2 separate regions of the Bos taurus genome follow, and region 1 is linked to region 2. Evidence: chromatin contacts called from public Hi-C data. All regions are on one chromosome and are shown on one strand. Each heading gives the region's core, a stretch centred on a gene start, on an enhancer-like site or on the middle of the called end of the contact. The rest is flanking DNA. Distances are from core to core; before and after follow the strand shown. Region 1 overlaps AAK1 (AP2 associated kinase 1). Region 2 overlaps AAK1 (AP2 associated kinase 1).

The links. Hi-C and Micro-C count contacts between places; a contact is called where the count stands out from the background.
Region 1: a Hi-C map of blastocyst shows a contact between it and region 2, with 1.8 times the contacts expected there. The contact joins two enhancer-like sites. A contact is called at or near these places in 2 of 11 Hi-C or Micro-C datasets (blastocyst and liver).

Annotation. Positions count from the first base shown.
Region 1 is chr11:67,975,391-67,982,031 of ARS-UCD2.0, forward strand. The region is part of intron 2 of AAK1 (AP2 associated kinase 1); the gene reads right to left. Among named protein-coding and RNA genes, the nearest start is that of AAK1, 13 kb to the right of the region's middle. Within about 2 kb of position 4,176, at least 7 of the 102 cell types and tissues checked have an H3K27ac peak or open chromatin away from gene starts, as enhancers often do. A contact at or near this core is called in blastocyst, where this site is marked.
Region 2 is chr11:67,921,832-67,927,961 of ARS-UCD2.0, forward strand. The region is part of intron 2 of AAK1 (AP2 associated kinase 1); the gene reads right to left. Among named protein-coding and RNA genes, the nearest start is that of AAK1, 66 kb to the right of the region's middle. Within about 2 kb of position 1,435, at least 6 of the 102 cell types and tissues checked have an H3K27ac peak or open chromatin away from gene starts, as enhancers often do. A contact at or near this core is called in blastocyst, where this site is marked.

The DNA.
Region 1 (6,641 bases), core at 2,926-5,425, 56 kb after region 2:
TAGAACTCAACATTTCTAGAACAGACATAAAAAAGTGGTTTCTGTGCCAACAAGAGACCTGAAGCCCATGCTCAGCAGCTCATGTACTTTAATTAAATTTTAGACCCTCAAAGGCTCTTTATTGTTACACAAGGTTCTAACAAGCTTAGTCACCTAGTTTCAAAGTCCACAGCAGACTAAAAGCGGCAAATTAGAGAGGCACTAATTCAGGAAGACACTCTGGTAGCAGTAAGAAGTGACAGGTGACAATCTTTTAAGAAAGGAACCAGAAAACACTGAAAAGCACAACATGAAATTCAAAAAGCCTAGCAACCCAGGGCCAATTTATTCAGGAGCAAATTGTCTCGCCCATATCATGCAAAGGCCCTAACAGATCTGTAACAAAACAAGAACATTCTAATAACAATGCATTTGAGAAATAAGAGAACAGGAAGATGTTAGAGAAAGCAAATTCACCATCATCTCGTTCTCATTTTACAGACAAGAACCTGATGATGGACAGAGCTGGGAAGCCTTTTGTCCAGAATCCAGGGCATGGTGGTCACCAGACAGGTTCAGATCAAGGGTACTTTCCGCCTATATTATGCTGCCTCTGTGGTATATAATTCTTTTAATTTTTATTTGTTTATTTTTGGCTGCACAGGGTCTTCGTTGCTTTGCATGGGCTCTAATTGCGGTGCGCCGGCTTCTCATTGTGATGGCTTCTCTTGTTGCGGACCACAGGCTCTAGGCGAGCGAGCTTCAGCAGTTGCAGCACGAGGGCTCAGCAATTTTGGCTTGCAGGCTCTAGAGTGCTGGTTCAGCAGTTGTGGCACAAGGGCTCAGCTGCTCCTAGGCACGTGGGATCTTTTGGGACCAGGGATCAAACCTGTGTCCCCTGCACCGGCAGGCAGATTCTTACTCACTGCACCACCAGGGAAGCCCAGTGGCATATAATTTAGAAGACAGGAAATACATAATGCATTTCAGAAAAAGCCCAATTCAAAATCGTGCATTTTTCAGAACTGATAAAACATTCAGGGGTCAGGACAACACGTATTCTTATTTTGAGTCATCTCAAATGGGCTCTCCATATGACCAGGCCATTCTTCTACTTAGTCTCAGTCCTTCTCTCCATAAACCTAGGAAACTCCTCCATATCCTTCTTTCCTCTCTTGAACCCCCAACTCAACTCCCATCCCACATCATCCAAGAGAAAACAGAAGCCATGAGGCAAGAACTCCCTCAACTTGCCAAACCTCACCAATTCCTTCTCCTGCACCCCCATTCTTACTTCTCTTCCTTCCAGGTCAGTGAATAAAGTGCTCTTTCTCCTCTTCAAGGTCATCTGTTCCATAAAAGTCCATGACTCCATCCATGACCTGCCATCACCTCCTCAGCCCTATTTCAATAGTAACCGTCCCGTACTACATTTCCAACTTCCTCCCTAGTGGCCACTTCTTTTCCACTTAATGTACTCAAGACTCTTCCACCACTTAATAATAATAAATTCCTCCTGACTCAGCATCCCCCTCACTTCCCATTCATTCATTTCACTCCCACCTAGATTCCACTCCATCACTCCACTTAGAATGTTCTTAACAAAGCTCATGAATGATCCCCGTATTTTCAAATCCAAGAGATGCTCTTCCATCCTCGTCCTGGGTGACCTTTCTGCTTTCTTACACCCTGATGTATCCACACCCTTCTTACTTTTAAATCTACTTAGTATTCATTTCCCTCACTCACTCTCTCCCAGTTCTCCATCCATATCCTCAGCCATTCCTTCTGCCTCCTCCATGTGCTCACTCATTCATTCAGCTGGTTTTCATCTGAGCTTTTAGATGTACCAGGCCCTAGCCAGGCACTGGGGACAGAGCAGCAAACAAGTCAGTCAAGGGCTCTGCTTTCATGGAGGTGAAATTCTAGTGGGGAGGAGATAAACAACGAGCAAGAAAAATCAGCTGACATGTGCTACCTGGCAAATTAAAACATGATGGGTTCCTTATAATGGATGGTCAAGAAAGGCCTGAGATGAGATTTAAATGAGTGCCTATCTGTTCCAAAAGTTACACACAGGGATTAGTTTTAGGCAGCACCTCTCCAGACTCAATTTACAACTGAACTGCTTGTGCCATATTTATGAAACTTTCAAAGGCCATATCCTCTTTGACAGATATAAAAATCGCATGTCCTCTCCCCACCTCAACCCCTTGCATCTACAATTTGACTCTTTAGAGGGTAAAACCACCACTCCCCACTCTCACTGAGGTTCCCTTCTTTCCTGGCTGGACTGGGCATTTCCAAATTATACATTCCCTCCCTATCTGCCCCTTGCCCCTATGCTCACTACCCTGCACACACGTTGAGAGTCACTGTCTAATTTATTGCAGGCCAACAACTACACAGGGCTTCCCTTGTGGCTCAGCTGATAAAGAATTCACCTGCAATGCGGGAGACCTGGGTTCAATCCCTGGGTTGGGAAGATTCCCCTGGAGAACGGAATGGCTACCCACTTCAGTATTCTGGCCTGGAGAATTTCATGGACTGTATGTTCATGGAGTCACAAAGAGTCGGACACAACTGAGCGACTTTCACTTCATTTCACTTCTACAACTACACAAGCTAGAAAATTAATGCATGCCTTGCTTAAAGATAAATTCCAGTAATATCTGAGTTTTTGATACTTGACCTAACCTTAGTTTTAGAGTTCCTTTATAAAGTTAAGATATTTATACCTCACAGCTCTACTTTTGAGACTGACAGTATTAGGTACCCATAATAGAATCCAATCAACAAAGAGAGATTTACACGATTTTCTGGAAGATGTCCTATTTTGCTTTGTATTTTGTTGTTTTTCAACTTCACTGAAAAACTAGAAGATTTCTTATGATTGTAATGAGGTTCCAAATACAGAACTATTTTTTTAATTAAAAGAGGGATAAAGGAGGTCTATACCTCTCAAATCTAGTTCTAGTGCCTGCCCAGTGAATTATTCTCCAATACCCACCCTTGCACTGTTCAAATTTAAGAGTTCTTAATTGCATACAAAATAAATCTAAGGTTTATATCCTGCCTCCTAAGAACTATCTATCTTACACTAGAAAGTAGATATAACTGAAGAAACAGCAAAATAAAAGTGTGAGATTACAGGCCCAAAGAGTCAACAGAGCCAGCAAGACTGACAGGCACTGGAGGACAGAAGGAAGGAATGTCCATCTGACAGCTGCAGTGAGTACTGAGGTGAGGCAGGACAAAGGATCCGTGGATTAAGGTAGGTGGGTGGGCTGGGAAGGGGATCTCAGATGCAGGGGACACCATCAGTAGAGCATTGGAAACAGCTAAATCCATGGTTCATGGGAGATGAGTGGGAGCACAGGCCTGAATGAAACAGGAGACCTGTGTTAGAGCACAAAGATGTGAAGGTGGACGTGCGCCTGGAGGGCAGGCATTCCTCTGGCAGAGAGACCCAGGATACTAACAACAACCTGACAGGCTGGGGGAGTTAGCTGAACACACATGGCTTTTAAGTGGGGAAAAAAATAAAATAAAATCTGAATTTCTCCTCTCATTCATCCTGGGGTTTTGTAGATACTGTGAAAAATTTAGATATATAGATATAGAAGATACAGATATCTACCTATAAATATTATCTATTCATTTATCACCAAGACTCTAGCTCCACCAGGTTTTACACAGCAAACCAAATACTGCTTGATAAAAACAAAATTCATGCACCTAAATACTAAGAGTTACTGTTTGCAGACTGACTACATGCTAGACACTATGTTAGGTGCTCTACAGAATTTCATCCATTCTTACAACCACCCAGGGTGTTATCTGCATTTTGTAAATGACAAGCCAGGATCTTAATAAATTCCCCACCATCACAGGGATGGGGCCAGGATTCAAGCCAAGGACTGCCCACCTCCAGTACCCATGCTTTTAAACTAACTCTGAAAAGTCCTCTAAGGAGAACACCATGGTGCTCCCCTTGATCTAGGCAGTCAAGGAGCAAAGACAGAACTGAACATCAGGTTTTCCTCAATCTTTACTGAGCTACACCTTCTGGTAAAAACAGGGTTTTCCATAGCCGAAAGGTCAGAAAGAATTATTTCTTCCAACACTGTCCACTCCCCGACCACCAAGATTCCAGGGATTCTAAAAAACAGTAGAGGACAAAGGTCTGTGAAACAGGGCTAGGAGGCTACCCCCAGGGGAAATTAAACAAGTCTAACAAACCCGTAAGATAATCAGCACTTCCTGAACCAAGAAGATTCACTGACCAGGGTAAATGAGTCAAGGATACTAGCAGGAGACGTGCCACCTCTGTAAAGCTGGGAGGCCCCTCTTCTTTCTTCCTGTCCCTGAAGGGTAATAAAGTCTCCATTTTGTTCTCAAATTCATGCTCAGTTCCAGAAGGACAATAATCTTTCTCTCACTCTAAAGGTCCTAGTACAATAGCTATAAGCGTCCTTAAAAACAGGCGCCAAACAATTACATGGCATTATACTGCTTTCTCCAGGACTCAAGCCCCAGATGAAAGGCATCATTATTTAAGATCATTATAATTACAAATGATAATCCAACATCAATGCTATGCTTGGCCTTTTATTACAATAATATAGGGATGCCATGAACTCTTTCATCTAACAATCTCTTGGCTCTTCAGAAATCATAAATGACACAGCTTCAACTGGCATGGCCTTCCATTGGCTGCCAAAGTTAACTCAGAGCCCAAGGAGAAAAATGGCCAGATCAAGCTGATTCACTCACAGCGCATCTCAAATGAAACTCCAAGTTTTTACTCTTTTAACTTTGTTCCAACTTGGGGACTCGCCCTCTGTCAAGGCTCAAGTCTCAGGCAGAAGGATTCCTCTTTCCTAACAATTGTTCATAACTCAACAGAAGAACTGAGACTGCTTAAAGTACATAATAGACTAATGCCATAAAGCTAATAAGGAGGTATTAGGGGAAACACACTGACTGAAACCGCCCACCTTAACCAGGCACCATAGTAACCATCTGCATGAATTATTTTACGACAGGAGGTCCTGGTAGGGAACACTGAACTAGTAAGCCACAACCAACAGGAAGAGCTCAGGAAAGGTCAAAAGGAGAGGCCATGTGTCCTACCACCTCCCAGAATCCTTTTCACTGGCATCCATCTTGGCTGGGCAATGGGTGTGCCACCAGGAAGGACCCTGAGTCAAAGAGATTGGCCAAAGACAACCCGGAAACTAACCCCATCGGCATCAGACCCGAGACTAAGAGCCACATGACACAGCAGTTCTCCTGGTTCCCTTGCCCTCTTGCTCTCCACCCAGGCATCCCTTTCCAATAGAGGCTCTTGCTTTGTCAGCATGTGTGTCTCATTGGACAATTCATTTCCAAGTGTTAGACAAGAGCCCTCTTTCAGGTCCTGGAAGGGGTCCCCCTTCCTGCAACAGAGGGAGAAAGTAGGCACAAAATCTTGAAGGCAGTATAGCCTCAAAGTGCTAATATCCATTATTCCTGAGTGATTCAAAATCACATAGAATAAAAAAGTTTTGCTTTGGGTGTACACACGGAACATATGATTTATCTATGTAAAAAACTTTGTTCCTCAAAAGAGACTAAAAATGTTGCAACACTTACTTCAACTTTACTAAGAATATAATGTACAAAGGTGCAGAACTAGATGTGTTCCCTAGAACAAGGTTCCTCAAAGACGGAGTCCCAGAGAAAAGACTCAAGAACAATGACACTCCAGAAAACCTCGTCTAACCACTTCAGTCCTCACTGCTCCCTTTCCCTCAGCCACCCAAAATTTAGAGACTACACCACACACTCCAGCATTTCAGTAGCTATTGTCTTGTGGGGTGCACTCGTTTCCCATGTGTTGGTCACGTCAACTGGGAGGGCAGGATCTGAGGCTTCCATTACTTCTCTGCCACAGCATTTCTAACAGAGCTGGGAGAAAATACACTTAGTAAACCTTGCTCCTCCTGGCTGGCAGGGCTAGCTGTGTCTCATGCACTCTGTGTTACACCCACAGCCTCTCACTTCATGATCACAGCAACCCAACAGAGAGAGAAGGACATTTACTACAAACCAGGAAGCAGAGGCTCACGATGGTTCAACAACTACCTCAAAGCCAGATGGATAAGTAGTGTAAGTGGAGGAACTTGAACCCAAGATCATTAGCTGCAAGTATTAGACTCTTCATGAAAATTCTTCCTCGTACAAAGGATTATCGATATCTTCTCTCATAACATTCTGACCTTTATTATCCCTTCCCAACTGAACCTTGTTTTGAGTAATTCAATTCAGAAAGTGCTTCAACCCCATTTTGGGGTTGCTCAGATATGGGAATTTGGGGAGAATTTTTTTGAGCTCATAATTCACAAATAGTCAGTAGACAGCACTGTTAGAATCTCCTCAGCCAGGACCCACACAGACCTGCCATTCTACCTCTGCTGGTGTGTTTGTTGGTTTATTCTGGAAGTAGTTGTTTTACACAGAAAATTACATAGAGACTTTTAACCATAGTAAGTTAAGAAAGATTGCTGGCTTGCTGATTCTGAGAAAATGAATTTAAAAATTAAGTGACATGCCTGAGTCACACAGCAAACTAGACCCTTCTAAGCCGTGCTGACTCCTCTCTTTCCCGACACTGACCA
Region 2 (6,130 bases), core at 185-2,684:
CTTAGGAAAATTCATGGATGTATTGAATTGTAACAGGAAAAAGGATCTGACCCATTATGTGAGGTAAGGGAAAGAGGCAGGACAGGATAATTTTGACAGACTCACTTTTACCAATTCATTTTAAATCCAAAAATATTTTTATTTCCACAAAGAAACATGCTTTCTCCCACTTTCCCTAAAATACACAGTACTCTTGGCCTCACTTTCTCCCTCTAATTTCTGATGATGCAGATGGGTACTTTCCACTCACTATATGAATTAGAGGTTTTGTGTTTGGTTCCCCTCTGTATCTTCATGCCCAAGAACAGTGCCTGACACATAGTGAGTCCTCAAAAATGAATTAGCTTTCCTCTTAATGAGGAGAGATTAGAAAAGACTACAGAGAGTGGTGGAGATTGTGGAAAACCAAAGTATATGGTCCATGTAAAGGAGCAGCTTCTATACAACTCAAGTTAATTATTGCCCTGTCACAATGCAAGAGATGAGAGACTCGGGTTAGATCGCTGGGTGGGGAATATCCCCTGGAGAAGGAAACGGCAACCCACTCCAGTATTCTTGCCTGAAAAATCCCATGGACAGAGGAGCCTGGTGGGCTACAGTCCATGGGGTCTCTAAGAGCTGGACAGGACTGAGCAACTGAGCACACACGCAGAGAGAAATATGGACCCTGTTCTAATACCAACACTTGGTTTTATTGGTCTTCCTATTTTAGCCATTCTGTTGAGTGTGTAGTGATATTTAATTGTGATTTTAATTTGCATTTCCCAATAGATCGCTTATCTTTCAACTTCAGGATTACCTGCTTCCTACCACTGTCCTGATAAAAGGCTTTAATGAGCACAGTATCAACGAGTCACCAATGAAATTACTGAGATAACTTGGACTTCTACCTCTCAGGCAAAGATGACAGAAATGGCTATCTATCTCTGAGGGAAAAAAGGAAAGTGAGAATTTGTAATACATGAAAGAAAAAGTGAAAGTGTAGTCGCCCAGTCATGTCCAACTATTTGTGACCCCCTGGACTCTAGCCTGCCGGGCTCCTCTGTCCATGGGATTCCTCAGGCAGGAATACTGGAGTGGGTTGCCATTCCCTTCTCCAGGGGATCTTCCCAATCCAGAGATTGAACCCAGGTCTTCGGCACTGCAGGCAGATTCTTTATCATCTGAGCCACCAGGGAAGCCCTTTGTAATACAAAGAGAGGGGATTATATAATTGCTAAAATCTTGTTCAACTTTAACATCAACAGGAGATCATGGTCATCAACATCATTATCTGGACTGAAATCTTTTAAACAGAACCTTCTCAAGGAGCCTGATCATGCTATTCAACACTGGCAATGGGGCTTTTGAAGTAACTGTAGTACAGCTCCTGGCTTTATCTAAAATAAGCAATCATGCTAGGTGGTACCAGGCCCTGGGGGCTCTTCTGAATGAATTAACACAACAGTGACTCCACTTAGCAAGGAGGAGTGAGGGATGGGGAGGGAAGGTGAGTGAGAAGAGAAGGAAAGCACCAAACTGATGATCTGAGCAGTGATATGCACAGAGATAGGGAACAGCTGGGCAGACAATGAGAATGATTAGACCGTGAAACAAAGAAGCCCATCATGGTGCTGAGGCAGGGTTTCTGGATTTGCTGCCAAAGAGGTTTTTGGTGGGTATTTAGCAATCGAGCCTGGAGTCTGGGTTACCAACATCTGCGGCTTGCTTATTTCCTGAAGGTAAAAGGAAACTTCATTTCCTATCATGGGTCCCATCCACACCTTGAGGAATGGCTTCCACTTGTGTGAGAGGAAAGGAAACAGAAACCAGAGCCAGAGGAAACTACAATGAGGGAAACTTCACCCAGACCCACACTCTGCTCACGTCCTCCACTTCTCCACCCTACACGTTCTGTGTTTCTCTTTCAAAATAAGGTTTAACCCAATGACTGCTATTTACTTAATGCAGTTTCTCTTGGAACTAACAGAAAGCTAGCATAAAATAAAACAGCTTTCTGAAGCTTCACTGAAGAATCAGACAGAGAGAGGACTTCCCTGGTGGCACAGTAGATAAGAATCCGCCTGCCAGTGCAGGGGAGTCAGGTTCAATCTCTGGTCTAGGAGGATTCCATATGCCTCCAAAGAGCTGAGCCCACGCCACAACTACTGAAGACCACGTGCCTAGAGCCCGTGCCCCACAACAAGGGAAGCTACCGAAATGAGAAGTCCACCCTCCGCCCCTGAAGAGTAGCGCCTTACCCCAAAACTAGAGAAAGCCCACGCACTGCCATGAAGATCCAGCGCAGCCAGAAATTAATTAACAAATAATAATCAGAGAGCGAATCCAGTTAAAGTGGTATTAACCCAGGAGATATAAAAGAAAGGACAACACTGGATAAGTTACTGGATCTCTTTGGTCTCCATTTCCTCAACTGCAGAAATTAAGACCAAATTAGTGGTATTTAAATGAATGGGTCCCTCGGAGACTTAGGATTACAGGAGATGCTGCAGTGGCTCTACATACAGCTTCCTTTTATCTGCTGAATATTCATTCTGAAAAAAGGGGGGAAACTCTGCTTTAAAGGAGAAAAAACCCAAAGAATATTCCATATCCCTATATAAAGGTAAGGAGTACAGCACTGTGAGTCACACAAACAGCCTTTACCTACAAGCCTACCACTGACACATATGTGCACAGGCAGCTACAGAGGTGGGAGTGGGGGCAGGGCCACCAGATCCACTCTATACTGAGACCGTGGAGTATTCCTGTGGAGTCCAGCAGGTTAGGTTCAAACCCTGGCTCAGGAAAGCCACGGTCTCCCTGAGGCCCCATCCTTCCACCTTTCAAGGTCGGCTGAGATTCACCTCTTAGCTTTGGGGAGGACCGAATGACAGGCGAGACACCATCATATCCATAGGAGGGATATGATGAATACAGGTTGTCTGGCCTTACCTCCTCCCCACCCAAATCCTCTGTATTTATGGTAGATACAAGTGGTATCTAAATGAATGTCGTTAAAGTTTTAAATCTGGAGTATCTTCTTGAGATAAAGGGCATAAACTCAAATACCTACAGGGGCCAGACAGACCATCTAAAGCAGGGAGACAGTGCAGGCATAACAAAGTGTACAGAGGGAGCCTGCTGATGGGAGATCATGAGCAGGGGCGGACCCAGGCAAACCAGAAAGGGCACACCCCGTTCATGAGGCAGTGGCTTCTCAGTGAAGGCCAGCTGTTGCCATGGAGGAATGTGGGCTGAGGGCTGCCAAGTTTTTTGATTTCCAAAAGAAGCTCGATTTTTAGGAGAAATCTCCTGATTTTCAAATCCTGGCTACAACTGTAGAAAAGCTCTTCACCCCTGTGCAAGTCAAGGAAACCCATTTCCAGGCTAGGACTGAACGAGACAGCCCAACTTCAACTTTTACGAGAGTCCTGTGAAGTAGCGGGACATGTATGACCAACTCTACTTGACCAGCTGGGCAACTGAGGCACAGAGAAAAGCCCAAGTGGCTTCCCAGTGCTGCCACCTAGAGGAAGGGCCAGAGGGCGGCAATCCGGGCACACCAATTCCTGGCCCTGACTTTGTCCACTCTCCTTCGCTGCTGACTTTCCCTCCCCACAGCAGACCCTACAGGACACCTCCGTTACCAGGGAAGGTATGGGAAAAGACATGGTGAAAGGCAAGGGACCTGCCCAGGGCTTGGCCTCCCTCGCCGGCCTGGTGGGAGGGAGAACTTGGGTGCAGTGTTTGTGAGCTCCCGCAGGGAGTGACAACCAAGAGGCTGACAAACACCCATCCACAACTGATTCACATTTTGCCAAAAGTTTCAGAAGGAACGAAAGTTTTCTAAACTCTATAACAGATGGCAAGGAGCACAGCAAAGATTCTGCAGGAGAAAAGGTCAATCTGCAGCATTTGTTCAACACTGATTTCAGTGGGGACTTGGGGTTTGTTTTTTTAACGTCAATCTCGCCTAACTCGCCTCAAATTAAAAATCGCCATGTGCCAGCTTCCTTCTGGGGAACGTGTCAAAGCAGTCCCTGCCCCAGGCAGAAAGAACACCCAGATGGGGGATGACTGGGGGTTCTCAACCTCCTCTCTCCCCATCAGGAGCTGTGGGCACAGTCAGACACTGGCAAACTCTGACAGTGCTCCAGAAACATCAACAGAACCCAATCACAGCCACAGCCCAGGTTGAACACGGGGCAGCTGGCAGCTGGCTCTTCCTTTCTAGGACTGTAACAACTGGGGAACATCTGCAGTTCGGGGGTTCTCTCTAGGCAAAATTCTCCTCCATCCCCCAAAAACTGCCAGAGAAGGTACCTGCCTGTGTGGAACAAAAGGTCAGAGTTTAAGAAATTAGGAGGAGGGATAGTTGATTTTGGGATGAACATGTACACACTGCTACATCTAAAACAGATAACCAACAAGGACCTACTGTATACAGCACAGGGAGCTCTGCTCAACGTTATGTGACAGCCTGGATGGGAGGGGAGTTTTGGGGAGAATGGATACATGTATATATATGGCTGAGTCCCTTTGCTGCTCACCTGAAACGATCACCACATTGTTACTTGGCTATTCTGCAATGTAAAATGACAAGTTTAAAAAAGAAAGAAAGAAAGCAGGTTGGCTCACACACAGCAGAGGCTTGTGAATTACTGCACGTAAAACCAGAGCACACTGGGCCTGGACTGTCACCATCGGAGATCGACCAGACAAGGGCCTTTCCCAGAGCCACCCGGCCGTCTTGTCGGAACTGTTTCCATGGCATTAGCTGTCTAGCAAATGCAGAAATGGTGAGAGACATCAGCAGGGCCGAGGTCTTTGTTCATTGATATCCTCAGGTCTTGCTGAGCCATTTTCTCTTCTCTATACTACAAGCCAGGGTGATCTTATAAAAACAGAAATTGAGTATCATTCTCCTGTTTGAAAATCCACGTGGCTTCTGGCCCTCCTTAGAAGGAAACTCCAAAGGCTGACATGGCCCGCAAAGCACCCCATGATATGATGTGAGATCTCTCTCTCCAGCCTCATTCACATCATAGCCTCTCACTGCTCACTCTGTTCCAGCCATGATTGCCTGTTTTCTTCCCACATGTTGCTTGTGCTCCACGCTACCTAAAGACGGCTATGCATATCCCTCCCTCTGCCCTATTCACCTCATTCCTGGCCTGAGCAGCTCCCACGAGCCATCCTTCATGTTTCAGGCTCGATGTCATCTCCCCAATGAACCTCCCCTGACTGCCCCAGTCCCCACTCCCTTCCTCTTCTGATCAGGTTACATACCTTATTATACACACACCCTCCTCTTTTCCTTGTGAACGTATCAGAAGCATAATTCAATACTTAGGTAGCTAATTCCTGGTTTGATGGCTTCTTTCCCTGAACCCTGTAAACTGCACAAGGACAAAGATGACAACTATCTCACTGTGGCCTGTGTCATGAAGCACAGTGCCCGCTGCATAAGCAGTCCTTAGGTGTCTGCCCAGCACCCTAAGGATACCAACAAAAACAAGCAAACAAAACCAAAAAGCCCACACCACACCAAACTGAGACACACTACACAGTGCCAGCTTTTCAGGAGGTTAGAATCTAGCAAGGGGAAGAAGGGACACATTTTGAGAAGGTCCGTGGGTGATGAGGCAGCCCATCCACAGAGCAAAACCAGAGTGCACAGCCCAGCACAACGATGGGTCCTCTGAGACAAAGCCCACTGGATGGTATTCTGGGGTAACGAGTACAGGTGCAATCTCTACAGAAACCTCTGCACTGTCAGAGTGCCACTTGTTCCATGAGTGATTCCTTCTTTTAAAAAGAACACTTGAGCTGAAAAGAAAAACCCTCTTCAGTTGAGAAGGAAAAGAAATCAAAACCCCCGTGCCCACTGCTGCCTCATCCCTCAGCTGAAGAGGTGAAGAGCCTCTTGGGCAGGAACTGTCTCGCCCCCGCCCTCCCTCAAGCCATCGGTGCCAGCTGTCTTCTAGTAAATGGTGTGCAAACCTGGAGAGCAGCTGGGACCGGCCAGAGGGCGCAGAATCTGTGCCCAGGTTTGTCAGCTCCCACCACAGACACCCAAGCCCCAGCTCGAATCATTTCCACCAACACTTTGTTTTTAATACTTATTTTATTGTTGGCTGCCTTGGGT